3 separate regions of the Mus musculus genome follow, and regions 1 and 2 are each linked to region 3. Evidence: chromatin contacts called from public Hi-C and HiChIP or PLAC-seq data. All regions are on one chromosome and are shown on one strand. Each heading gives the region's core, a stretch centred on a gene start, on an enhancer-like site or on the middle of the called end of the contact. The rest is flanking DNA. Distances are from core to core; before and after follow the strand shown.

What was found. A called contact is a pair of places that touch in the nucleus more often than the background predicts. HiChIP or PLAC-seq counts read pairs in DNA pulled down with a chosen protein or histone mark.
Region 1: a Hi-C map of liver shows a contact between it and region 3, with 4 times the contacts expected there. The contact joins the promoter of Il15ra here to the promoter of Itih2 in region 3. A contact is called at or near these places in 1 of 39 promoter capture datasets (liver) and 2 of 484 Hi-C or Micro-C datasets (both in liver).
Region 2: a contact with region 3 is called in a FOXA1 HiChIP or PLAC-seq map of pancreatic cancer cells. The contact joins the enhancer-like site here to the promoter of Itih2 in region 3. A contact is called at or near these places in 5 of 39 promoter capture datasets (the C10 cell line, the HPC-7 cell line, embryonic stem cells and 2 more) and 1 of 115 datasets of contacts at active chromatin or transcription factors (pancreatic cancer cells).

What each region holds. Positions count from the first base shown.
Region 1 is chr2:11,704,274-11,707,049 of GRCm38.p6, reverse strand. Il15ra (interleukin 15 receptor, alpha chain) reads right to left here and starts at 1,338. Exons shown (of 7, transcript NM_008358.2): 1 at 1,106-1,338. The coding sequence starts at 1,202.
Region 2 is chr2:8,728,011-8,730,806 of GRCm38.p6, reverse strand. No RefSeq gene overlaps it. Among named protein-coding and RNA genes, the nearest start is that of Gm30957, 220 kb to the left of the region's middle. Within about 2 kb of position 1,291, at least 20 of the 459 cell types and tissues checked have an H3K27ac peak or open chromatin away from gene starts, as enhancers often do. A contact at or near this core is called in pancreatic cancer cells, where this site is marked.
Region 3 is chr2:10,129,002-10,131,937 of GRCm38.p6, reverse strand. It overlaps Itih2 (inter-alpha trypsin inhibitor, heavy chain 2), which reads left to right and starts at 1,255. Exons shown (of 21, transcript NM_010582.3): 1 at 1,255-1,456; 2 at 2,635-2,709. The coding sequence starts at 1,361.

The DNA.
Region 1 (2,776 bases), core at 89-2,588, 1.6 Mb before region 3:
ATGAAGCCCCGTAACACCCCTACAGAGCCAACCCCAGGCTCAAGTCTGTGTGGGATAACTATGACCAAGTTCCAAGGAGACTGAGTCAGACGCCCATCACTGGGAAATCTTGCTTTAAAACACACTCAGGGCTAAGGAATTGCTAACTTGCAGGAAAGTCCATGGATGACGTCATTGTCCTCGGTCCCCAAATCCTGTGCACATTTGCAAGCATGTGCTTTCACACACATTTCTGTGCAGGGAGTACGTAGATTTTTTTAACAGACTCTGAAGAATTTCATGTTTATAAAAAGATGCGACATCCTGGGTCCGGACGTTGCTAGACCCAACTGTTCTCGCTCTTTCCTTCTAGACCTATTGGAACAAAACTAGGAGTCTCAATTCATTCTTCCCGAGATTAGATCTAGACGACACATTCTGGAACATGTGACACCCCTTCTTCCATGGGAAAACAGTCTCTCCTCCTCTCCAATCGTCCGGGCCCCAAGTTGCCAGTGCGCTTGAGAACCTGGACCTGTTTTGTAGCGTTCAGATGCGCAACCTGCCTGCTCCACACGTGGTTTTTGTTTGTTTGTTTGTTTGTTTTGTTTTGTTTTTCCTCCCGCGGAGCGCAGTACTTTGCCCAGTGCCTTCCATCTAATTTACTTTGACCTGAAAGTCATGAAGGGTGGTTTTTCCTCAAGCCCCTCCTGGAACCCCACAGGCGCGACACCCCACAGCTGCGCCAGGTGGGCTGGCAGAGGCACACTCACACATTTCTCTAAGTTCTTTAAGTCTTATCGAACTTGTCAGACCTGCTCTCCCTAAGTCGCCGAAACGCCGGTGGGATCGCTCAACTCCCTTGCACGTATGGTCCGGGAGCCAGTCTAGAGCAGGGCAAGGGGCCACTCTCTTATCTGCGCTCTCCCAGGCTCCCTCCACGTGTCCCCCCACCCCCACCCAGCTCCCTCCATCACCCCCAGACCCACTGCGATCCTCTCAGCTGGACTCCTGGCTCAGTTCCCAGAAGATGTGACCCCCACACACACACACACACACGAATCAAGTTCAGCTGGGCGTTGGGGTCCCCCTCTGCTCCCCTGTTCCGGCGCATGATGCTCCCTACCCGGCGTCACCCTCAGCGGGAGCAACAGTAGCAACAGCAGCAGCAGCAACACAGGAATGGCCTGGACTCCATAGCCCCGGAGCTGCGGCGAGGCCATGGCCAATTGTCCCCAGCAGTGACCCAACGGGACGCAAGGCTGGGGTCCCTGGGAGGTGGCGAGCTCAGCTCCAGGACCAGACCGCTGCTAAGGAGTATTCGCTTTCGCTTTTGCTTTAGCCCCCGGATTGCAGAGAGGTGCGAAGTGGTGACAGATCTGTGACTCAGCATCCCCACCCCTGCTTTGGAAGAAGCCCCGGCAGCCTGCAGTGACGCCCCCTCCCCAGTTGGGCTGCTCCTGTCCCCCGAAGCGCGCGCGGGGGCCCTCACCCGTAGAAGCCGGCGATCTCCCTTTTCATTCCTTAATGCTGTCTTCCCTGCAGAGGCAAACTCCTTTGAATCCACTCTGCGCCCACACCTGACTTCAGCCTTGTTCACTTGTCATCTGTCCTGGCTGCTGACCTTCAGATTTCAACTTTCAGAGTTTCCCTCTAAGTAGCCCTGAGCTTGACTGTCCGTGCTCTGTGTCCTTGGGCGACTGCATAGGTGTCGCCCCAGTGCAGCCAACGGGAAGTTCTGGGCGGACGATTCTACACCCGGGTCACTTTCCTGGTGCACTCGGGCTCCAAGCTGCTCCTGGCTTCCACACAGCTGCTCCTGGCTGCCTGCCTGCAGTGGTGCTGGCAGTGGCCAGGCCTTGGACACTTTGCCTTCTTCCGGCTGTACCTTTCCAACTCAAGAAAGTGCCAAGTGTTTGAAATGGAAGAAGGGGTGAAGAGGAGAGGGAGGGGAAAGAATAGAAAAAGGAGGAAAGACAGGGAAGAGGAAGAGGGGGAGAGAAAAAGATATAGAGAAGGAAAAGGAGAAGAGGAGAAAGAGGAGGGAGGAGAGGGGGAGGGGAGAGAAGAAGAGGAAAGGAAGAGGAGGAGGAAGAAAGAAGGAAGGTACATTATTCATCTTTGTACCTCACATATAATTTCTTTAGTCAATACACAACTCTTCAGAGTCTAAGAAAGACATCCCCTTCTAAGTGTGTGGATTAATTAAAAACAAAAAACAAACAAACAAAAAAAACTTTACTGGAATTTTAAGTCCCATACTGTGGAGGACCAGATCTGGGGAAGGGGTGGGGGGACAGACGGACATGAGTGCTCAGTCAGAAACGCCCTTAAATATGTAGATGTGGCGTAAGAAGACAGACACGCCTGCCTTTCAGTCTATAGGTCCCTAAATACAATCTGGCACCATAATGAAGCTACTGAGAGAACGCATGCTGATTCTGTTTGGAAAGAATGGAATGACGTGTGATTGAAGTCACCCATCCCCTAGGCATGGTGGACAACAGTGAGCTCTATACTTGACCCTCTTCCCTAAAGAGTCTTAAGATTGGCACAATAAATATGAAATACACACAATAAAAATTCAGAGAGAGGATCAGAAACCACATATTCCAGTCTCTTATAGTCAATGAAAAACCTGGAGAGATAGCTCAGCGGTTAAGAGTACTGGATGGAGAGAGAGAGAGAGAGAGAGAGAGAGAGAGAGAGAGAGAGAGAGAGAGAGAACTGTATGCTCTTCCAAAGGTACTGGGTTCCAACACTCACATGGTGCTCATCACTGTCCATAATTCTGGTT
Region 2 (2,796 bases), core at 42-2,541, 1.4 Mb after region 3:
TTTAAACTCTCTGTGCCTAAATAGTGAAAATGGAAAGATATGGTTTAGGTGAAATTACATCATGAAGTAATCCTTTCAGTGTGGCAGCTGGCATATTTCTAGGCAAAAGCATCCAAAGTTTGGAGACTTTTAAGATCACAGAACACGCATGGGTTCTGCCCCATTCATAGATTTATTTCCACAAGTGATGATTGGCATTTGAATTTTTTCACATCAGCAAAAATTACCTGAAAACTTGGGGGAGGAAAAGGAAGCATCAAAATATAAGCATATGCAGTAATAATTTTGGAGAAAAAGGAAAAGAAGTGCATCCTTGGAATGGAAAATAATTTAAATATCAGAATTTCTTTCTAAATAAGCAATGCTCTCATCTCTGCTGTGTGTAATAGTCAAACTATTTGGATATTGAGCTTTACATTTTAAAAGCTTGAGTTAGTGAACTCCATCTAATCAAACAGGTACACTTTTCATTGCTGCCAACCATCTGATAAGGGACTCCATAGCCAAGTAATGCAGACAAAGGGCAGTCTATATGGAGACGGTGACTCCTGTGGCATTTGTCACTGTTCTTAGTAGCAGTCAATCAGAAGTACAGTGTATTGTTTTGGAAACAGAATTAAACTATCTTGATTTCTGATTTTTTAAAGAACATTGTAATAAAATCATGATTCATTACTATCAAAAAGTTAAAATTTAACAGTCACTAGCTAGGGTATTTTTATCTGCTAACTTTGTGTTTCATATTCTCTCTCTGTGTGTGTGTGTGTGTGTGTGTGTGTGTGTGTGTGTGTGTGTGTGTATGTCTGTGTGTGTGTGTGTGTGTGTCTTTGTGTCTCTGTCTCTCTCTGTCTTTTTCTCTCTCCTTCCCTCCCTTCCTCCCTTTCTCCTTCCCTCCCTCCCTCCCTCCCTCCCTCCCTCCCTCCCTCCCTCCCTCCCTCCCTCCCTGCCTTCTTCCTTCCTTCTCTTTCTTCTCTTTGCTCCTCCCTCTCTATTCTCCATCTTCCCCCTTATTTGTTTCTTATTTCTCCATCTTCCCTCTTACTACTCAGAAGAGAAAAAAAAAATCATGAGCAAAGAAAAGACCAATTGGGGTGGTTTTGTTTTAAATCTGTACAAAATGTGCACTTATGCCCTCAGCAGGGAATGAATGCAGTGTACCATGCATTTGCTTTGACAAACTGTCAATACAAGCACGAGAATGTTGGGTGGGGGAGGAAGAAGGGACACAGCGTGCAAGTGTGTACTAAAACGCAAGCAGGCTGGCGCCCAGGAGCCGGGCCCTTGGACGGACAACCTGTATGGGCACTCAGAGTGGCAGGGCTGTGACTCATCCTCTAAAGTGCCTCAGTCCAGTGAAACTGGCAAGAAGTGTTTGTCAAGGAAGAGAGGGAGGGGGAAGCGGAGTTGGCAAGGCTGGGTGGCAGTCACGCACATCTTACCTCTCACCTGGCAATGACCTTGGTATGTTTTCATGTTTATCTAAAGAAAGATAAAAGGTATGATTGCTCAGGAATGAAAACAGGGTTAACATTCAGACGGAGGAAAGCAGAAACAGCAGTTTAAGACGATGAGGGAAATGTAAACCAGCCTTGAGAAGCACTGACATTAGCCCCCTCTCTCTCTGCAGAGGTCATGCTTTTATTCTATTGAAACCAATAGGATCGACTGGGCAGACGGTTTTGATCATGGGAACCAAAGCTATCCTAGGTGTATGTCTTACTGTCAGAATTTGTAAGTTGCTCAAGCTAACAACACATTTCTATGTGGGACAAATGGCTTAGAATTCTCTTAGGCAAAGGGTTATGCACTGAGACAGTCAACTAGAGAAAACACGAAGATTTGGTTAGGATAAATGTATATAATTTTGTGTTTTGCTGTAAAAGGGATTAGAGAAGGTTCAAAAAAAAAAAAAAAAGAAACGAGGGGCAATTGTTAAGCACTCTTTTTACAGTCTTAAAGACAGAAGCTGGAGCAGCAGCACGAAGCCTTTGCTTAGAGAAACTGAAGACCTCTGTGTCTGTCAACCAGATACCTTGAGGTCTGAAGTCATGCACACTCCCGATGCTCAGTCACAATGAATCCTGACCTTCATTTCCTTAAGAAAAGTATTATGAAAAAAATATGCCAAGATCAAGTTGCTAAGAAATAGCTTATGGGAAATTCACAAGCATGGAAATAGATTATGGCTAATGCAAACTTGCCCCCATCACAGGATTTCCATTGAGGAAGAACCACACACAGAAAGGAGTAGTTAAATTTATAAAAAGAAAAAAGAAAAAAAAAAAGAAGAAAGAAAAAAGGATCAATGTGCCATTTGACACAAAGTAAATCATTACTTTCTTGTGGATTGCAACTACCTTTCCCACCGTCAGTTCTATTTCCCATCATGCCCTTGACCTTGGAGGTCAGCTGTCATTGGAAGATGAAGCTCTGAATAAACAGAGAACACCCTCTGGTGTCTCTTATCTCTGCATTTTGCCTCAAATCTCCGGGCGGAGTTTTAAATTATTCATCCTCTAGTGCTCTCTCGGAGTTACACATCTCCATCACGAACTCCCCCTTCCACCTCCCCATTTGTGAGTGAAGGCGGTATCCTTGGGAACCTTATCAGAGATCGTAGATTCAGGCTCCAGAAATGAAATAAAAGAGGAAATTGGCTGTATTAGCATAAGAGGAGTCAGCCTGGAGTTGAATACACACATCACCCGGGAGCACACTGGCTTTTCTTATCAGCAGCTTTTGATCACCACTTTCTTTATATATATATATATATAAATATATATATACATTCTTTAA
Region 3 (2,936 bases), core at 6-2,505:
TTCCTAAGAGCATTGCTACAATGAGCCTGTAGCAATCACCCCTATCCTTGTAGACCCAGCTAATAAAGCCCCACCTTCTCTCCACGTCTCCAGGTCAGTGGATCCCATCCTTGTACTGCGCATGACCTAGTTTGTCCCTCATCCAGTGCATTTCTGTCCTACTCTGCTACTGTAGTGAGTGATCCCAGGATGATCCCCATGCGTTCTCTTATGGATTTGGTACCCAGTACATAATAAAGCCTCCACTGAGGTGTGCACTATGTGAGTTAAGTCTATTAACTGTCCCCGCTAGGTGCTTAGCTCTCTCCCTTTATTTACCAACGGGCTTGTTGTCCATCTTTTGAAGATATGGATTTTTCATCCTGTTTTCTCTTTAAATCCCTTCCCAGAAGTTAGGACATGGTGTTGTAATAACATAGTAACAATTTTACAATTCATAGTTTGTATTCTCACCGTATGACTCACAAGAATGACGGAACCACTATGCCAACAGAGATGAGGAGCAGCTAGAGGGGGACACTTCAGTTCATGAATATTTTCCCTGAGAAGTGAGCCCTGGTCCCCTGCATCAACCTCCCCTGTTCCTTGCATGTAGCAACTGCCCAGTTATCAAAGTGAGAGGGGAAGAAGGGAACCATGAATTCTCTTTTCAGAGAATCACTCCATTTCTTCTCTTATTTTTTCTAAATGCCTCTTGTTCTCTTTTTAATGTTTTTTGATTAATTTATTTTGTGTGTGTGTGTGTGTTGTATTGATGTGTGTGTGTGTGTGTGTGTGTGTGTGTGTGTGTGACTGTGTGTGTCTGTGCACCAATATGTGGGTGCTGGTAATTGAACCTGGGTCCTCTGCAAGAACAGCCAGTGCTCATAATCACCGAGACATCTCTCCAGCCCTCCTGCTGCTATTTAAACAATTTTTTTTTTTATCTCCAGACACTGTGAGTTTAGCTCTTCTTTCTGGGTTACTTCCTTAATATAGTGCCTTACTTGAACATTTACAGAGGGTGATAATTATCTTCAAGTCTCTCTGATTTTGAGATCAATTAAAATCAACAAAATCAAGGGTAGAGGAATGCACAACCGATCCTGGCCTTGCTGTTTGACCCTGACTCATGCTCACAGCCCAGGAACTGCTCCTGGCCTTGCTGTTTGAATAACCCCAGCTTTCCCTTCCACCCCCACAGCTCAGGTTTGAGTTCCAGAACAAATATTTGTCCTGAATTTGAGCAAAGTTAGTGCTCTTTCTTCTTTTTTCTTCTTTTTAAAACGATCTGCTCTCATCAACAGACAAGTTCCTGCTAACCTGGTTCCGTAGGTGGGGAGTTCTCCCCAGACCATCTGCTCGGGGGAGCTTGGCACAGATGTCCAGCAAAATGCAGCGGCCTGTGTGCCTTCTCATCTGGCTGTTTCTTCTGGAAGCACAAGCCTTCGAAATCCCCATAAACGGAAACTCAGAAGTAAGTACTGTTGCAGGACTCCTTGCTATTGGCCTGGACAAACAGGCTGCAAATGGCTGAATGCCATTCCTAGTCAATGAACTTGCTCTGAAATAGGACAGAAACTTGAGAGAATGTTCTTCCTCCTGCTGCCACGTCCTGATTATGATTATGAAATGCAGCTGCTTACTAAGACATTATCAGATTTTTGTATGAAAGTTAAATCAAATCCGGTGGTCAGATATTTATGTAGCATTTATAGAGCATAGTTGCCCACTCCTTATATAAAATCATATGTAATAACAGACCTATTCCAAACTTCAGTGCCAATTAAGAGGGGTATGTAAACTACCAGGTACCATACATACAGGTACCATACATGGACTAGTACTGCGCAGTGATTGCTAGTCCTGTTAGTTAGAAATAATATTGTTACTCTTTTACTTAGCCATTCTCAAAGCATCATTGTCTTTTATATGTAAGCGAACAATTATTTTTGTAATAAGAACAAATTAAGTATTCTGAAAAAGAAGGCGGCAACAGAGCTGGCAAAATTCAGGAATGACAGCCATGGGTTTCAGCTCTCCACTTGAGACCGTCAGACACCCCAGTATAGCAGAAACTTTTAACTGAGACATTCTGAATATCATATTAGAGCTACTTCTGGGCTGGCAGAGAAACATGTGTTACAGGATTATTTTAGAGAATACCACAGAATGGACTGCACAGAAAAATACTGAAGAAAAAAAAAAACCCAGTATGTTTTCAGGAGAGAAAATCACTCTGCTTAGAAACTATCATATTTTCCAACACTTTGGAAACCACAAGAAAGTGTCAGAAATCTCACATTGAGGGTAAAACACCCAAACATGTTAGTCTTTTTCTGGTAATTTCTAAGCAGCCCTTTTTTCATACATTTGTTGATTAAGTCCCCCTAAATCCATCCAGGTACTCTCCTGGGAACCTTTTATCATCTGATTACATAGCTGCCCTATCACGTTCAGGCAAGCTCAAACCTGAATTCTCACACCCAACAAATTTGAGACTTCACTAGCAAATATACATATTAAAGAAATTGTTGTATCAAAAATAAGATAATCTAACAACAGAGGAATGAATATAAAGAAATAGTATAATGAATGCCTCTTTACAGTAGATGACTTTTAAAAGAAATGAGCATCCACAATTATCTTTTTTAGTTTGCAGAATACAGTGATCTTGTGGAACTGGCCCCAGATAAACTCCCATTTGTGCAAGAGAATGGAAGACATCAGGTAGAGTAAACTCAATTCCAAATGGTGAAAGTAAGTGTAAGAGACCATGAATGGAGACAAGATAAAAGATGACTCTATTTTCTTAAAAATTTGTGCCTTTTTTTCCTAATGGAGAGTAGTCCAATACTGTTACAGTCATGTAGAATATTATCAAGGTGTTGTACATAGGGACTTTGACATTGTTTTCCAGAAGTTTCTACCGGTAAAGGGCACTTAGTAAAATCACC